Regions from separate parts of the Mus musculus genome. Here region 1 is linked to region 2. Evidence: chromatin contacts called from public HiChIP or PLAC-seq data. All regions are on one chromosome and are shown on one strand. Each heading gives the region's core, a stretch centred on a gene start, on an enhancer-like site or on the middle of the called end of the contact. The rest is flanking DNA. Distances are from core to core; before and after follow the strand shown. Region 1 overlaps Sergef (secretion regulating guanine nucleotide exchange factor). Region 2 holds the start of Kcnc1 (potassium voltage gated channel, Shaw-related subfamily, member 1).

Region 1 (3,661 bases), core at 415-2,914, 58 kb before region 2:
CCTTGAAGAGATTTGAAAGTTTCCCCATTGTCTGTGGGAAAGCACCCAGCCAGCTGCACATGGGTATGACCCCAGCATGTTTTGTACAAACAAATGGGCTTCTCCTCTAACAGACTGGTCAGAGAAGGCAAGGGATGGGACAGGGAGATAACTCAGGTATAATGAGCCAGGTATAGCCTATGGTTAGGAGTCTTAAGATAACTGTCATGGAGGGTTCTATTTTCAAGAGACTCCAGTCTTATAGCAACAGCTTGGCGCTTAGTTGGCAGAAGGTCAAGGGAGTAGAAACAGAGTCAGGGTCCTGATCTCTTACTTTGAGCTTCCCTTTGGCTTCTAGGCTCATACTCCTCTAGTCCAAAGCACAGAGGTCCTATTGCTGCTCCAGAGCAGAACTCAGCCTGGAGTGTCTCATAGGGAAATAGGTTCCCTTTCTGGGTCAGTATGATTTGGGAGTGTAACCTCACTCTAGAAACATCTTCTTCTGATCTTCCATTCTTCAGTGAGCAGAGTTAGGGGAGACCATGAAGGGAGAATTCTGGAACTTTGGTTTCCTTTAAAACACAAGAATGTGTTTTTGTTTTCATGCCAGGTGTGGGGAAATGGGGCTGCTTTGGACTGACTGCAGCAGATGACTATGATTTGCCTCAAGCTCTAACAGAGGTGCGACTTTGCCAGCTGCAGATCATTTCTGCATCTGTGTGACATCTGGAATTCAGGGATTTTTTTCAGAGAGTAAATGAATATAAATGCTAGGGCCCTGAGAGGCGGGGTCAGTGGTTGTTGGTCATTTGGCGGGGGGATTAATTGTGGTTTGTTAGTAGTCATGCTCAAAGGAAAAGAAGAAATTGGATTCAGATCTTTCTACCTCTCTCTATCTCCCCCTCCTCAGGGAGGGGAGGAATAAAGAGTGGGAAAAAGAACACACGAATTAGCAAAGACCAGCAGCTACAAGTAAAGAAAGGACATGAAGAAAGAAGTTAGACTCAAAGTTCTATCTCTTTCCCCCTATCCTTTCTCTCTTATCCAGTGATAGGGGTAAATCTGGGAGGGACAAAGGGTGGGAAAAAGAAGAATCCACAAAGTAGCAGAGAACCAGCCACAGGACAGTGGTGACAGGAGGTGAAGGATCTGCCTCTACTTCTTTGCAGTCTGGCTCCCCAGGCCCTTGATTCCATTTCAAACTCACGCTGTGAACATGCCACCCTCCGGGCCACCATTTGGAAAAGCCGATCTCAGCCTGACACTCACTGCCTGTAAATGGCGTAGAATTAGGCTAATCAGTGGCTCTTAATTTCCCAACAAATGCGGGTGCTGTGCTAATTGCCAGGGTCCACACCGGCAGATCCCCAGTTGGCGGCATCAAATAAGAGAAGTGGTAATTTGGGGGCTGGAGTGGGGGAAGGCCTGCTTTGTTGGCTGAGCCAGTTAAAAACTCTATTAGGCCACATGAGCCGAAGCAGAGCCAGCCAGAGCCTGGCCCTCTTGATCAGCCAGGGAATTGGGTGAGTAGCCCCCAGAGTGCATGCTGGAACTGAACCTCCTCAAAGATGTCCGGCATCTCCTTGTCCATGAATAGATTTGTTCTGTTCTTATTCATGGTGGAAGATTTCACCAGCAGCATGGCAGGGCAGGGCAGCCCATCAGGGATAAAGCATCCCCAACCTTGGTCTGCTGTTACCATGGCAACATGGCATTTCCAGACTCTCCAGGCAACCTTGTGGCATCTGCTGCTGTAAGCGATTCATGTGGAAAAGGGCCACGGCTCCTTCTCCCGAGAGAACAAGCTATGAAGGCAGGGCACCATTCACTGGAGGGGCCAGGGTCTCAAAGGAAGTGGCTCTTCAAGTCAGCCTGTCTACTCCAGTCTGGGGGCAGAGGGCAAAGCTGCCAGGTCAGAAGAGATTGAGGACACAGAACAAACAAAGGCTGGTTGTGGAGCATGTGCACAATGCTGACAGTTTGGCTAGGTGGCAGGACAGACACTGATGGAGAAGGCATGGTCACTTTTGCCCTGTTGAAACCTGCCACTTTAGCTCTGCCTGACAAACCCTGACCTTACCTTCATTGTATCTTCATTGTTATATTCTGATGCCTTCCCCACCTGAGCTTCTGGACACACATGCCTTCCTTTGAGTGGGCGTTCCTCCCCTCCTGTCTCTGTTCCCTGTTGTATGTTATCACTCCAGCGCTCCCTAGCTTCCTTGAAGCTCTACTCTTCCTCTGTGGGGATGCAGAGAGAAAATGCTTAGTCTAGGTCAGGCAGGGATCCAGAAGCCGTGAGACACAGGTTAAGAACTCAGGATCCAGGCAGGCTGAGCCTCGATTGTTTCCTGGCTTTCCCACTGCTTGGAGGTGAGCCTAAGCCTCAACTAAGCCCCACCTTCTTCTTCTTCTTCTTCTTCTTCTTCTTCTTCTTCTTCTTCTTCTTCTTCTTCTTCTTCTTCTTCTTCTTCTTCTTCTTCTTCTTCTTCTTCTTCAGGGTGAAATGAACTCAGATCGGACATCCTTACCCTAGGTTCTTAGGGTAGTGAGATGTCAGAGCAGAAGTCTAGTGTGGAGTATCATTAAGCGTTAGTTACTTTCCTTAAAAACGAGACTCATTCCCCTCTACACCTTTCTCCTTTGCTCATACGAGGCACTGAAATAGCACTTTATGTGGAGTTGCTATCAGGTGGATATCTTTGCCTGGCTGGATGCTCTTGTGATGGAAAGGAGTCATCCACATTGGTGGCTACACACTCCTGTCTGGTGTTCGTAGCATCGACACTGCGTGCAGGGCTGGGGCCCTGTCAGGCTGAGTCTGTCCTGAAGCTCGGCTTGCCCAGTAAAGTCTGGTCCCTTTGTTAGATGCTCCATGGCCTAGGATGTCAACCGTGGACCTCCGTGAAGGAACGTAGCTCCTTTCCTCCCTGTGGGAACAGCCGGCATTCATAGTCCCTAAAACCTAACTTTATGATCAGCAAAGGATTTCCGTTCGCTCTCTTGAAGTGAATAGGCCCTGAAACTGTCAGCAGCAAGAATGGCTTATTCAGTGGATAAAGTCTCTGCATCTTTATCACAGGGCACTTCCTGTCTTAACCCACACAGTAGGGAGTCTGGAGAAGGCCTTGTTCTCATCTTCTGATCATACCTCTGTTGGTCCTCCCCAGGAAGGAAGGCTTTGGTATGTGTAGCTCTTTTCAAATGATCCCAGTGAGATAAAGCATGTGAGCTTAGCCTCAGAGCATCTTGTATTGGATCATGATGCCCCATCACTTACAAGCTGGCAGCCATTCTCCTGGAGGTGCTCGTGTGCTACCATCCTGCTTCAAGTGTGTGCTGGGGCTGATGGTGCCTGGAGGGTCTGACATTTTGAGTGACAGGTGAGGGGCATTTTCCCAGGAGCCATCTCTAAGTCAACATGGCTGCATGTGCCGCTGGGCTGAGGATGCACGCCTGAGTATGGCAATAGCACACTGTTTTCAGGAGACAGAGCTCAGCAGAGCTGGAGAGTCACTTGGGGCCACTGAAGCTGATTCGTTCTGTCTTCAGGTGCTAGAACAGAGACCATGAGAGACCATGACTTACCCAGCCCCATCTACCAAGCAAGTGTAAAGCAAGCCTTGGATCTGACGCCAGCCTTTAGGTTTAGCACTGCACTGCTGTGACAGTGTTAGATGTC
Region 2 (4,063 bases), core at 1,290-3,789:
ACACTTCTGGGTTCATTCCCCTTAAGGTTTTCCTCTCTGCCAGCCTCTTCCCAGGGGCCAGAGAAAGCAGGAGCTTATGGCTTGGACCTCCCCCAGGCTCTTCCCAGTACGGGGAAGGCAGCTGTTCCAGAGACCACCATTCTCTTATCTCCCGCACCCAGCCCAGATCCACACCAACTACCAAGCTCTTAACTATGAGTAGTCGCAAGACCACTTCCTCAAATGGCTTAAAGGTGGTCCCTGAGGTCTGTCTCTAGCTTCCCAGCAGGCTAAGACACTGTTTCTACTCCAAAGGCTCCCTGACCTAGGAAGAAGGAAGGAGTCTCCCCATCTTTCCCAAACCAAAGGGCAATTCATGCCTTCATGATGTACATCACTAACGGGCACTAACCAGAGTGTGGGGGTGTCACGCACACTCAAACACACACATATGCTCACTTGTTCCTACAGACTTTATCCATCCAAATACACACCAGCGCACAGTTACATAAATATGCATGCACAGCACACACACACACACACACACACACACACACACACACACACACACACTTTCATATACAACCGGCAACACAAACTCATGTATATAAACCCAGTTATCATGGCAAAATCACCCCTTCTCTTACACACGTACACGTACACACCCCCTTCGTGTTCAGAACACTCTGGGCACTCACTGTCCACTGCACCCTGCCCGCAGGAAGCGGCAAAGGCTGCCTTTCCGGGTCAGGTTCTTCCGATGGATAAGCAGTCACTTACCCGCGCGTAGCGGGATGAGTAGGGGTCCTCGAACAGCGCCCAGATGCGCGGTTGCCAGCGGCGCCAGAAGCCGCCAGGCCGGCCATCTGGGGAGTCACTGAGTGCCAATCTCTTGGTCATCTCCAGCTCGTCCTCGCCGTCGCCCGAGTCGCCGGGGCCGTCGGCGTCCGCGTCGTCGGCGCTGTTGTCCAAGGGCGCACCGCCAAAGCTGTCCAGCGCCTCCTCAGCGTCTCGGTGCTGGCGATAGGTCATCCAGCAGCAGGGCTCCACGTCCGTCTCGTCGATGCCCCAGAAGGCCAGCTCCTCCTCGTAGAGCGGCCCGCACACGTCGGCCGGGCAGTGAAGCTTGCCGGTGCGGTAATAGTTCAGGATGTGAGCGAAGACGCCCGGGTGGCGGTCGAAGAAGAACTCGTCGGCACGCGGGTCATAGTCGAAGTGGCTGTGGGCGTCCGGCTCTGCCAGCCAGGCAAGCCGCGTGCCGGGCAGCGTGCGCAGCGTCGAGCGGTACGTCTGGTGGCGCGTGCCGCCCACGTTGATCACGATGCGCTCGCTCTCGTCCCCTTGGCCCATCGCGGCGCCCCCTTAGGCATGGCGCGGCCCAGCGACACCCATGGGAGCTGCCGCCAGGGGGAGTTGGCGACGGGGAGGGGGGCGCAGGGCCTCTTCCCCCCTCCCCCCAGCCGTCGGGGGGCACAGAGGACCGCGGCTCTGGCCACCCACCCCAACCAACGAGCCAAGCTCCCTCAGGGGGAGCTGTCAGGCAGGTGCGGGTCCAGGGGTGTGTGCACGGGCTCCCTAGGGTCTTTAAGGCGCCTAGTGTGAGAGGGAGCTGGCCTGGCTGCGGAGGAGGCAGTGGAAGAGAGGAGGGAGGTAAAGAGGGAGGGAGGAAGGGAGTGGGGCGGCGCTCAGCGGCGAGGCCCGGGAGGAGGGGAGAGAGGATGGGGGGGCCGGGCTCCCGGTATCATCTCAGCGGGAAAATGGAGAAACCGACACAAAGCTTTTTAGGGGAAGGTCAGCTGCTCCGTTTCGGGGGCCGGACCGATAGACCAGCCCCAGCTGGGAAAGAGGGGGTTACGAGAAATCCGCGCTTGGCTCTGCGGTGGTCGCTGCAGCGCGCTCCCGGTGCGGTGGGGACGGATGCGGCTTGCTCTCCTCCCTGCGTGACCGGTCCCCTTCGGCTCTCCTTGCCTATCTGCCTACTCCCCTCGGTGGCGGGTGAAGCTGCCTGACCTCCCTCCTCGTTCCTTCTCCCCGCCTCCCGGAGGGGATGGCGGGTCCCCTGGGTAGGGGCACCAGGGTGCTGCCCCGCGGGGCGGCCGCTGAGCGCAGCACCTTGTGCGCTCGGGCTGGGTCAGGGGTTCCGCTGGGCTGCGTTGGGACTCAGGCTTCCGCGGCGGTGCTGAAGGGACAGCTCCCGGACGGCTGCGGAGCTGCGCTGGGCCGAGCGAAGGTTCTCCCGGCCGGGTTTGCTTGGCGGGGCCGGCGGGCACTGGCTCCGGTGTCTCTGCGCCCCGCACTCCGCTCTCTGCTCTAGGAGGGCGGGTGGCGCTGGCAGCCGAGGCGAGGGGCGCTGCCGAGGTCGGGCCCGGTAGGCGGGGGTGGCAGGTCCGGGCGCGGCGCAGCGAGACTGGCGAGGCCAGGGAGGCGAGGCGCGGAGCGGCCACCGCCGCCACCGCCGCCGCCGCGCCGCTGCTGCCTCCGGGCTGCTGCTCCGCTGCCTGCTCGCTTGCTCGTTCGCGCGGTCCGCGTCCAGCCCGCGGCTCTCCGGACACGGGCACACGGCGCGCGCAGCCGCACTCGCCCCCGGAGGGAGGCGCCGCGCTGGGTCCTAAAAAGCCCTGATTCTGCGCCCCCCTCCGAGGCCGGCACCGAACCCCGCCTCCCTCAACCCTGGCGCTGGGGGCGCCCGCCCTTCGTTGCCTCTTGCTCGGTGGGGACCCGCCGACGCTCCGCCCTAGGGGAGCTCCACTTGTTGGGCGGAGGCTCCCAGCGACGTCTGGGCCCGCGCCCCCGTCACACCGAGGTGAGAAGGGCGGCGGCCAGCTCCTCTTCTAACCCAGGAGCCATCTGATACCCTGAGCAGACAAGCCATTCCTTGACCAGGACGAGACTGACCTCTTAAGGAATCTTTTAATACCGACCCTTCCCGGGGAAGCCTGAAGGCCCAATGATTCTTTCAGAGATAACTTCTTACAGGGACTGTAAAATAATACCTTTTTCACCATCCCTCTGTCCTAACTCACCATTAATGATCAATCCCGAGCCCCTCTTGATCCCTTTGGCCCCTTTCAGGCCTTGAACCCTTCCTGATTCTAGGGTGGCTTAGTCACAACCATGACAGACAGACCTCAGTTTACCCAGAAAACTGAACTACCTTATGAAAACATGCACAAAGACTGCTCAGCCCCTTGAATACTGGCGGCCTCGCTCCCCTTCAGGCACTCTGGGTGGTGAGCCATGCATGTCCAGGGCTGTGGTCCCTACATACTGGAAGTTAATGCTGGGGACAGAGATCGTATTTCTAACTTCAAAGTCCTTCTGGCCCACGCTTGCCACTCACCCCTAGGTTTATTTAATCAACAGTCATTAGCTCTCATTCCGTACTTGCTCCAGATTCTCTACCAAGTACAAAAATCACACGGGACAAGTCAGACCCAGCTCTCAACCTCCAGGGACTCCCAGCTTTTTAAAGAAGTGAGCAGGTGGGATTGAGAGGGACTGGAAGGTCAGGCCCAGCTCCAGAGGCCACTGGGCTATGAAAGATGCTTATTGATTCCTGTCCACTACAATCGAACAGGCTGCCCCGGCACAGGGGATTTAATTAAGAAGCGAGAGACTCTTACCTGTTGGCTAACAGTGCAGATAGCTGTCTGTCTATACTGACCCCCAGGCACTGTTGCGAGCCTAGGGACAAACCTGTGACCTATCTCCCCACCTGATCGTGGGAATCACAGCACTAATTAAAACAGATCTTCATGTCACAGGGGGAAAGTGCGGGGAGGTAGAGAGGGGGTGAGAGGCGGGAGGCAGAGAGGCAGAGTTATCAGAAAGGGGCAGAGATGGACAGACAAAGAGGAGAAAAGTCTGAGGAGACCTCTTCCCTCCAGAAACTAATCACAGCGTTCCTCCAGACAGCCATTCCCTTTGGTCTCAGAGTGAGGCAGGATAGATGGCTTTCAGTGCCCTTCTCTCTCTGGCCAGAGTCTGTCCCATCTCCTGGTCCAGAGTGATGCACCTCCAGCCTGGCCCTGATTCAGATCCCTAGGACAGTGGCTTTCAGGATGCTCAGCCCAATCCTAAGATT

Evidence for each region. HiChIP or PLAC-seq counts read pairs in DNA pulled down with a chosen protein or histone mark.
Region 1: an H3K4me3 HiChIP or PLAC-seq map of embryonic forebrain shows a contact between it and region 2, with 2.4 times the contacts expected there. The contact joins the enhancer-like site here to the promoter of Kcnc1 in region 2. A contact is called at or near these places in 10 of 39 promoter capture datasets (the 3T3-L1 cell line, 3T3-L1-derived adipocytes, the C10 cell line and 6 more), 5 of 484 Hi-C or Micro-C datasets (cerebellar granule neurons, cerebellum, embryonic stem cells and 1 more), 5 of 115 datasets of contacts at active chromatin or transcription factors (CD8 T cells, T-cell acute lymphoblastic leukemia, embryonic forebrain and 2 more) and 2 of 9 other capture datasets (adipose tissue and liver).

The regions. Positions count from the first base shown.
Region 1 is chr7:46,452,229-46,455,889 of GRCm38.p6, reverse strand. The region is part of intron 10 of Sergef (secretion regulating guanine nucleotide exchange factor); the gene reads left to right. It overlaps LOC115486521 (a long non-coding RNA gene), which reads right to left. Exons shown (of 2, transcript XR_003946767.1): 2 at 1-3,661. Among named protein-coding and RNA genes, the nearest start is that of Kcnc1, 58 kb to the right of the region's middle. Within about 2 kb of position 1,664, at least 45 of the 459 cell types and tissues checked have an H3K27ac peak or open chromatin away from gene starts, as enhancers often do. A contact at or near this core is called in cerebellar granule neurons, cerebellum, embryonic forebrain and 2 more, where this site is marked.
Region 2 is chr7:46,394,944-46,399,006 of GRCm38.p6, reverse strand. Kcnc1 (potassium voltage gated channel, Shaw-related subfamily, member 1) reads right to left here and starts at 2,539. Exons shown (of 4, transcript NM_001112739.2): 1 at 760-2,539. The coding sequence starts at 1,329.